2 separate regions of the Mus musculus genome follow, and region 1 is linked to region 2. The links are chromatin contacts, called in public Hi-C maps. All regions are on one chromosome and are shown on one strand. The core of a region is the stretch at or near the end of the contact, and the rest is flanking DNA. Distances in the headings are between cores, read along the strand shown.

Region 1 (4,307 bases), core at 1,410-3,909, 180 kb after region 2:
GCAAGCCAGGCTCCCTGATATTCTTTGAGAGACGAGGAATTTTGAGCCTGATGCAGAAACAGCCTGTGCCCGGCTCAACAGAGCTCTGCTCTGCTTGCTCTCACCCTGGTAGCATCCATGCGGCATTAGAATCTTTATTAGGACTCTATTTAAATATTTTTTTAACTAGAAATTATTTCTCTAAAGTAATAAACAGTGCACCAAACAACACCAAGTTAAAAATTCTTAGAAAGAAAGGCAGGGAAATTAGATACAATTTTCACACAGTTCTCATGTAAGCACATGAGAATAAAGAGGGGTCCCTCTCACCCTTTTTTTTTTTGAAGACCATCTTTGTTTACTTCATTCCCAAGTATTAAGAGATTGTGTGATCCATTTGCATAGGGTAACTAACATATACCACATCATTTGCACGTCTGCAAGTACACGTGAGTAACCGTAATTACACGTGACACCAATTACTCTATTACTTTGTATTAAATTATAATGGAAAATTCCACTAGAGAATTGAAGCCTAATTGCATCTTAATTTGCATAATTTTGCATATTAATTACATCTCCGATGAATAATAAATTTCAGCAGATTTTTAATTTATGCATAGACACAAAAACAAGTGGAGAAATAATTTAGAAAAAAAAATACCAGCAACTATTACTTAGGGCATTCAACTAATTTTGCTTAGTTTAGCAAAACAAAACTTGGTTTGTTTGATATGGCATCTTTAGGCTGATTGCTGTTTATTGCATAATATGTCTCAAAGCATAGGTGCAGACATGGCTTTTCTTAATAAAAGAGGAGGGGGTTCAATTATAGCATTTTAAGTTTAGAGATTTTATAGTTTGCTAAACCTGTTTTGGGGATAACGTCTCTTTTTAGTTGGAAATATCTTTAATTGTAATTCCTTTTTAAAAACTGAAGATTAATTTCTGTTGTTGCTATTTTAAATGCAAGGGATTACAAAAAATAGAATATAAAAAAATACTTTGGTGAAGGCAACCACTTATAAAATGTGTCAAATGATTCCTTATTTTGAATCTATGGTGAAGTAGCTCAAAATTATTTCTGTGATTTTACATGAGCAATTCAAAGAAAGAATTCCCATGCAGGTTGTTGTTTTGTTGGGAAATCACTGTGCAGAGGAATGGCTTTTAAACCTAGCTGCTATTTTCTGATTATTTTCTTTGTTTATCAGTATCCTAGTCTAAGCAGTAACATTTGCTTTTGATTGCTAGAGACCTCGATTTTAAATTTCTTACCTTTGGCCTGATATTTATTAAATAAATGGAGCAGTTTTCTATAATTAATACATATAAAGCTATCTTTACATCAAAAGTCACAATAAAACATGACTTGGTATTTCTCAAATGATAATACATCTGTGAAAATTCAATTTGTCCACCTTTGCCTCAAAACAAGCCTTCATGTTTTACTGTTGAAGCAAATGCCAAAGAAGGGGGCCCTGGGTGCTGCCTCCTTAAGTCTAATACTATGATCATTTGGCAAATTATACAAAAGGAGAAGATGACAACATCCCAATAAATCAGGAAACTGTCAAGATTAATAATCTTAGCCGTCATCTGTTTTCCTATGAAAGCCCGACTGGCATCAAGCACGTTCCAGTTTATTCTGCCCTTCTTCTGGTTGGGAAACTGGATTTGTGCCAGCCTGGTGGCACACGACCTCCAGGAAGCCATCCTGTATGCCTTCTATCGTATTAGTCTGCATTTTGCCAGTCGCGCTGTTTCACGGGGCTGCAAGCAAGAACTCCTTAGGACACATGCGCCCTTCTCCCGTTTCTGATCAGCATTATCACTTGCTACAGACGGGAGACAATCTTGAGCTTAAAAGTCTGCATTTCTGTTTGTTTCCTTACATTCTAATATTTGCTGTTTGGTTTTAAAAGTTTTCCTCAGCTCAGACAAAGTAGAACCAATGAAAGAAATAAAATAAAGGCCCGACGTTCTATTGTCAGTACAAGGCCTTGCCTCTCTGGTTTCTGTTACTGGATGACAGACCTTTGGTTACTCAGGTATTTAAAAGCTGATCATTCAGCCATCCAAAATAGAACTGTGTCCGTGATCACATCTGTCTCTACTTTTTTGTTCAAGCCTTTTGATCAGGTTCTTACATTAAAGAGGGATTTGAGCTGGCTGAGTTCCTCGGGGAGGGGAGGGGGAAGAAAAAAAAATGATTCCAACATTTGAACAATGGTTCCCTCTTGTGGCCAGGCTTCAGGACTGCTGTTCAGGAAATCGAGAGCGGTGAAAAGTCTCTCCTGATGCTTAGACTTTTGTGCAACCTGCTGTATACCTACTGGCACCTGGTTTGGAGACCCTTCCTTCAGGTTCCAGTCACTGGTCCTATTTTTAGCATGGTGTAAGCTTTGTAGATTGAGGAGACAGCGGAACCCAGCTGTTCTGTGCTCATCATTGCTCTTATGCAGAGAAAAATCTTCCTTTGGAACAGCGTAGTGTCCGTATTTTAGGGAAAAAAAATTGAAGTTGTTAATGAGTATTTGGGGGAAAGGCTGTCTGGCTCTCATTATAGGGTTCAGAAGTGTATTTAGACTCCATAAGTCAAAGCATTCATAATCTCCTGAGGGAGCATTTCTGGTGTAGAATTAAGTCTAGACTGTGCTCATTCGTTTAGGCATTTTCATCTTTGAGGGTAAGAGCCTACAACACGACCAGTTACTCGCAGATGGGCCTCCCATGCCCCTTTCATCCATTCTCAAATAGACTTATTCGATCTGACTTCCTGATGGGACAACACTTGGTCTAATGTAGCATCTGTCAAAGCCCCCGCACAGGTCCTCACGGTGTTGAACCATGCTTAGAGTGGCGACTGCCAGAAGATGCCCCTTTAAACAGACTTTCCCCTCTTTAAGATCATATTCAATGGAGAAGTAAGCTACTGCGACATTGACAGGAATCTGCTCTTGCATACATGAGACTTTAAATATCAAGGAAAAATTGTAGCTGTCCGTGCAACAAGATGAATGCAATGTGTGTGTGTGTGTGTGTGTGTGTGTGTGTGTGTGTGTGAGTGTGTGTGTGTGTGTGTGTGTGTGTGTGTGTGTGTGTAATACAATTCTAGGTATAGAAACATTCTCTCTCAATGCTGTTCTAGGGATCCCATTTAAGGAATGAAAGCTTTTGTATTTGTCAAGGCATTTCCAGGCCACAATTCTTATTTACCTCACAGTTTGTTTGGAAGTTTTACATGGTAAACAATATTCAGGGTAGAAATGGAAGCAGTCTTGCCAATCCTGGACAACATTGTCAGTTGCCAGGAATCAAGACTACAGAGCTTTAGTAATTATTATTTTTTAATTGTACCTATGAACATGTAACGTATGTAAAACATGCGCATGCACATCTGTGCCAGGATATGTATGTTAAAGTCAGAGGACCGCTTTAGGAGTCAATTCTTCTCCCTCTGCTCTATGCATCCCGGGGACAGAATCCAGACCCTCAGTCTTAGCAGCAGACACACTGACCTACTGACCCATTTCGCAGACAAATGCAGGTGTAATTGCTCATATACTACTTTTTCTCTTGAGGGCAAACAAAGCTTTCTGATGCTCTCACATTCACTTGCAATATGAGTCATGTCAGAAGCACAGCTAGGTCAGTAGAGAATAGGGCTACTTCAGTTTAAGTTAGCCCAAACTTCAATATTAAAAAGAATGGCTTGCTTTTCTCCAAGTAGCGGACTTCAAAACAACTAAGGCTTCCTGTCATTGCTTTCAGCAGCTCCCCCTCCCTTTTCTTCACTGTTTCTTGGGAGGTGTCCTCCATGTGGTTTCTTTGTCAGGTAATAGGTGCCTGGCCGAAAGCTCCCCAAAGAGTCCATGCCCAATCCCCTGATTCCTTTCCCTTTTGTTCTGCCTGTTTGTTCAATAGAACAACCCAGGTTTGAATGGCGCATGGCTATAGCAGTTTCCCCGTAGCACATGCTTCTCAGCAGCTTGTGGACATTTAAAAAAAATTAATTAGTATCATCTGACTTCTGCAGGAAACCCATCCTCAAACCCAGTGTCTCTCTCTACTTTGCCCTTCTTATCTGTCTCTGCCTCTACCTAAGTCTCAGTCGCTATCCCTCTGTCTCTGTCTCTCTCCCTGACTCCCCCCCCCCCAAGAGATTAGCAATCTAATTCATTTGCACAAGAATAATAACCAACAAAAATCCATCTGGCTCTTCATTTTCTTTCTCTTAAAGGATCACAGAAGCCCTTGGAAGTTAGCAAAAACAAATAAGGAAAGAGGAAAAGTGTAAACTGAAGGGACCTAAGTTTTAGATGTAA
Region 2 (3,951 bases), core at 544-3,043:
TGGGCATGAGTTGTATATGTATGTGTGCCTGCATGTAAATGTAAGTGTGTGGTGCCTAAAATCATACAGATTTTTTTAGTAGGATACCACACATCAACAACTCATTTTTAGAATGATGTTGACACTATTCTATCTTTCCCAGAAAATTAAGGTTTTTTAATCTGATACACTTGGCAGCATGGTGAACTCTGCTTGCCAATAGTAACATCGAGGTATTCAAGGTCTTATAGCTAGTGAGTGCAAAGCCAAAAACTCTAAAAGAAGTCCGTCTTTCTTGAAAGATACCCTCATAATAACCACACTCTGCATACCCTAAGTTGGTCAGCAACCCCTTGTAACATAGCAAGTACACGCACACATGTGAGCAATATACTTTTCCCTCTGAAAAATATCAAAGAGTAATTTCTGGGGATATCTCCAAACCTATGCTGTCTTATAAGCAACTAAGTCCCATGCAACTATGTAAACTAATTTATCAAAACTAAGTAGCATTGAAAGTCACATGTCCAGTGGCTGAACTGATGAGTGGCTATGCATATTAAACAACTCAGATAGAGAACATTTCTGCTATTGCAGAATGTTCTGTGGGGATGTGCAATGCTTCAGCTTCCAGCCGATATTCTACACAAGGCTGGTGAGATCTCAAGCAGTATGCTCACTCAGTTCAGATTCCACTATTTAAATATAACACCTTCTTCCTTAAGCCATATCTGCTTTAGCTCAGATACAGTAGGGACTAACCCCACATACTTTCATTGACTTAGCATTTTTCTGGAGTATCTATTATTTGATTGGCATTCTGCAGAAGGATCAGGATAATAAATTCAGAGCTTTCCATATGAGTAGATCATAGACAAATGCTAGAGATACAGAAAGTGATAATATCTTTAGCATGCAGAAAGGGTAGCAACACAAGCCATTGCTGTGGGAGTAGGAGTGTCAAGAAATAGTGGCCAGTGCTACCATGCTGTTTCACCTGGTTAGTACTCTATTCTGAATAGTCCAACTGAACCAATCTGTAAGAAATTACCCCATGGGAGTTCCCCTGACAGTTGGCAATTTAGTTGCTGTCCTTGGACTTAACTCTTCTCTTTTACCCCTCCCCACTTTACAGTGTAAGATACCTTCTTGTAATCTGCCCCAGAGACGTGGAAAGTCAAATACAGACTTAGATTGGACTAGCCTCCCACTTGTCCCCAATAAATCATTTGAAATTAAGAGCACTTCCATTTGGAGTGGAGTAACGTGGGAATGCTGGAGGGCAAATGCCAGGCTGCATGGGGAAATGGAAGCCCTGGCCTACAGGCAAGGATGGAGTGTCACACTGTTCTGCATTAAGATGCCACTTTTGTTAGGAGGAGATTAAGCAATCTTTAGCCAGAGTCTACGTGTGTTGGCTTGTGGCTTTAAATAAATAATTTCTAGCTCAACATTTTCAGTCTCTCTTGTCTAGTTAGAGTTGCAAAGGGGAAAATCAAATGGCAGTGTTGTACCATCGAATTACCCCAAGGAATGATCTTAATATTTGACTTGCAAACTCTGATTAATACTGCATAGGTAATGCTTTTTATAGAAGGCACGGGTAGTGATCCACATGTTGTTTGGGGAAAGTGGAAGACAATTACACAGACAAGGAATCTGGAGTTCATCCTAGGGAATCGAAGAGCTGCACAGTGGATACCTGAGCATTCTCAAAGCCTTCTCTTGGGAGGAGGGAGCCACCAGCAGCATGGAGAAGAAGAATGATACCATTGTTTGGGGAAGGCTGTCAGGTGGGAGTATTTCCTCCATCACATCATGGTGTCTGCTTAGACTCAGGCACCAACTCTGAGGCTCATTTGCATATAAAGCATCTGGAATAAGCAAAACTAATTTGAATCTTCTTTTATAAAATGTTAGCTGGATTAAAGGATCAGGTAGCTGGTTCCTTTACAAGATTCACTGGAGGGAAGTCAGATAGAGAATGAGATAAAATCATTAGGCTGGTCCCACACTGGAAACAGTTCCCATGTAAATCCCGTCTCTAAAAAGTGTATGGGTGGGGGAGTTGCAGCTCTGTTTCATTCCCTCTAAACTCGGTGAGTTTCACAGCCCTGCACCCTTTAACTGCAGGCACACCTGCAACACTCTTATCTTACCCAAATTTCTTTGTTCTTCTGTTCTTCAGCATTACCACAAGATGTGGGAAGCCCTATAAGATGCCCTACTTTAAACACCTGTCTCTGTCACTGCCACAGTTTCTACTGGAGACCCAGAGGTAGCTTCTTGTACATCCGTATCATGATGTTGAAAAGAACTTCAGGCTGTGATAGCCATGGCATTGTTCATGTATGCAAGAGACAAGTCACTTCCAAGTTAGTCTTCAAAAATTCATAACGAGCTACAAATGCACAGCTGGGAGAAATCACAAGACTCTGTAATGAATTCCAATTCCTTCATTTAAGAGGAAAGGACACTAAAAGCGAAGGAGGTGGAGACTTCTGCAGGCATGAAATTAAAGACTGAGCCCGGCCAAGAATACAAACCTTCTTTTGTCTGGCTCATACTCTGCACTTTAGAATGGCATCTCAGTCCATTTATTTAACTTATTGACTTATTCAACAAGTCAATGCTGAGAAGCCACGAGAATCTCTGCATTCAAGCTCCAAGGGAAGACAAAGATGATGAGTTCACAGTTATTTTTTCCAAAGAGTTTATAACCAAATAAAAGAAATCACAATATGAATAGAAAAACAAGAGAAATAAAAATATGATGGGTGAGTCTGCAGTGATGGCCCAGAAGTGCCCAAGACTCAATGCTGGACTGTCTATAAGCCCAACTCCAAGGGATGCGACACTTCCTTCTAGCCTCTTGGTACCTGTATGCACATGTGCACACTCTGACATAAAACACGACTCATAATGGAAAATAAATCTTTAAAATAATGTTAGTAGCCAGAAGTAGAAGATGGACAGAGCTCTGGGGCTTATAGGACATTTTATAAAAATGAAGTAGGCTCTTAATTAGGATGCTCAGTGATTTTTAAGTACTGTTTGTGCTCATCAGACCATGCCTTTCAGAACTAAATGAATCCACTGGCCTTCCGTGGTAGGTGGTGATGTGTTTTCACCCAAGGCCTTGCTCCAACTGTCTGTACCACTGAAGGATAGTGCATAGAGATTTGGTGATTTTTTCTATTTCTTTCCACCCCTGTCACTGGTTAAATTTCCAAGATCTTCATGACCATTTTGCTAATACCACCCAAGAAGCTGAGTGTCTGAATAAGATTTATTTAATGTTTTTTTTCTGAGAATTTTTATCCTGAGTGGGTATTGGAGTTGGTTAAGTGGTTTTCCTGCTTCTGTTGAGATGATCTGATCAAATGGTTTCATTTTTTATTTTGTTAATATGACGAATTGGTGTTGACTGGTTTTTTTAATGTAAACCCCATAGAAAAGAGTAAGCTTTCCACAGCATTTTTGTTCATCATTTTCTTTTTCTCATGTCTCTTTCTTCCTTCATTGCTTCTTTTCATTTTCCTCCTTTGTTGTCCCGGACTCTCCCACCTAGTGTATGGCTTCTTTGTTACAGGGGTGGCATCTCTATGGAATATTGTCTTCCTTTTTTCCCTTCAGACATTCGGATTGTCATTTTTTTTCTGAGATCTGTTTCCTTCCTTCCTTCCTTCCTTCCTTCCTTCCTTCCTTCCTTCCTTCCTTCCTTCCTTCCTTCCTTCCTTCTCTCTCTCTCTTTCTTTTTCTTTTTTTTTTTGAGACAGGGTTTCTCTGTATAGCTCTGACTGTCCTGGAACTCACTTTTTAGACCAGGATGGCCTTGAACTCAGAAATCCACCTGCCTCTGCCTCCCAAGTGCTGAGATTAAAGGCATGCACCACCACTGCCCAGGTCCTTCCTTCCTTCTTTCCCTTCTCTCCTTTCTTTTCTTTCTTCCCTTCATCTTGAACTTGTAAC

What was found. A called contact is a pair of places that touch in the nucleus more often than the background predicts.
Region 1: a Hi-C map of double positive thymocytes shows a contact between it and region 2, with 8 times the contacts expected there. The contact joins two enhancer-like sites. A contact is called at or near these places in 1 of 15 datasets of contacts at CTCF or cohesin (thymocytes), 4 of 484 Hi-C or Micro-C datasets (the P5424 cell line, double positive thymocytes and embryonic stem cells) and 3 of 115 datasets of contacts at active chromatin or transcription factors (T-cell acute lymphoblastic leukemia, double positive thymocytes and regulatory T cell precursor).

What each region holds. Positions count from the first base shown.
Region 1 is chr17:52,459,757-52,464,063 of GRCm38.p6, forward strand. No RefSeq gene overlaps it. Among named protein-coding and RNA genes, the nearest start is that of Gm27217, 140 kb to the right of the region's middle. Within about 2 kb of position 2,660, at least 29 of the 459 cell types and tissues checked have an H3K27ac peak or open chromatin away from gene starts, as enhancers often do. A contact at or near this core is called in the P5424 cell line, T-cell acute lymphoblastic leukemia and double positive thymocytes, where this site is marked.
Region 2 is chr17:52,280,323-52,284,273 of GRCm38.p6, forward strand. No RefSeq gene overlaps it. Among named protein-coding and RNA genes, the nearest start is that of Gm41600, 22 kb to the right of the region's middle. Within about 2 kb of position 1,794, at least 9 of the 459 cell types and tissues checked have an H3K27ac peak or open chromatin away from gene starts, as enhancers often do. A contact at or near this core is called in the P5424 cell line, T-cell acute lymphoblastic leukemia and double positive thymocytes, where this site is marked.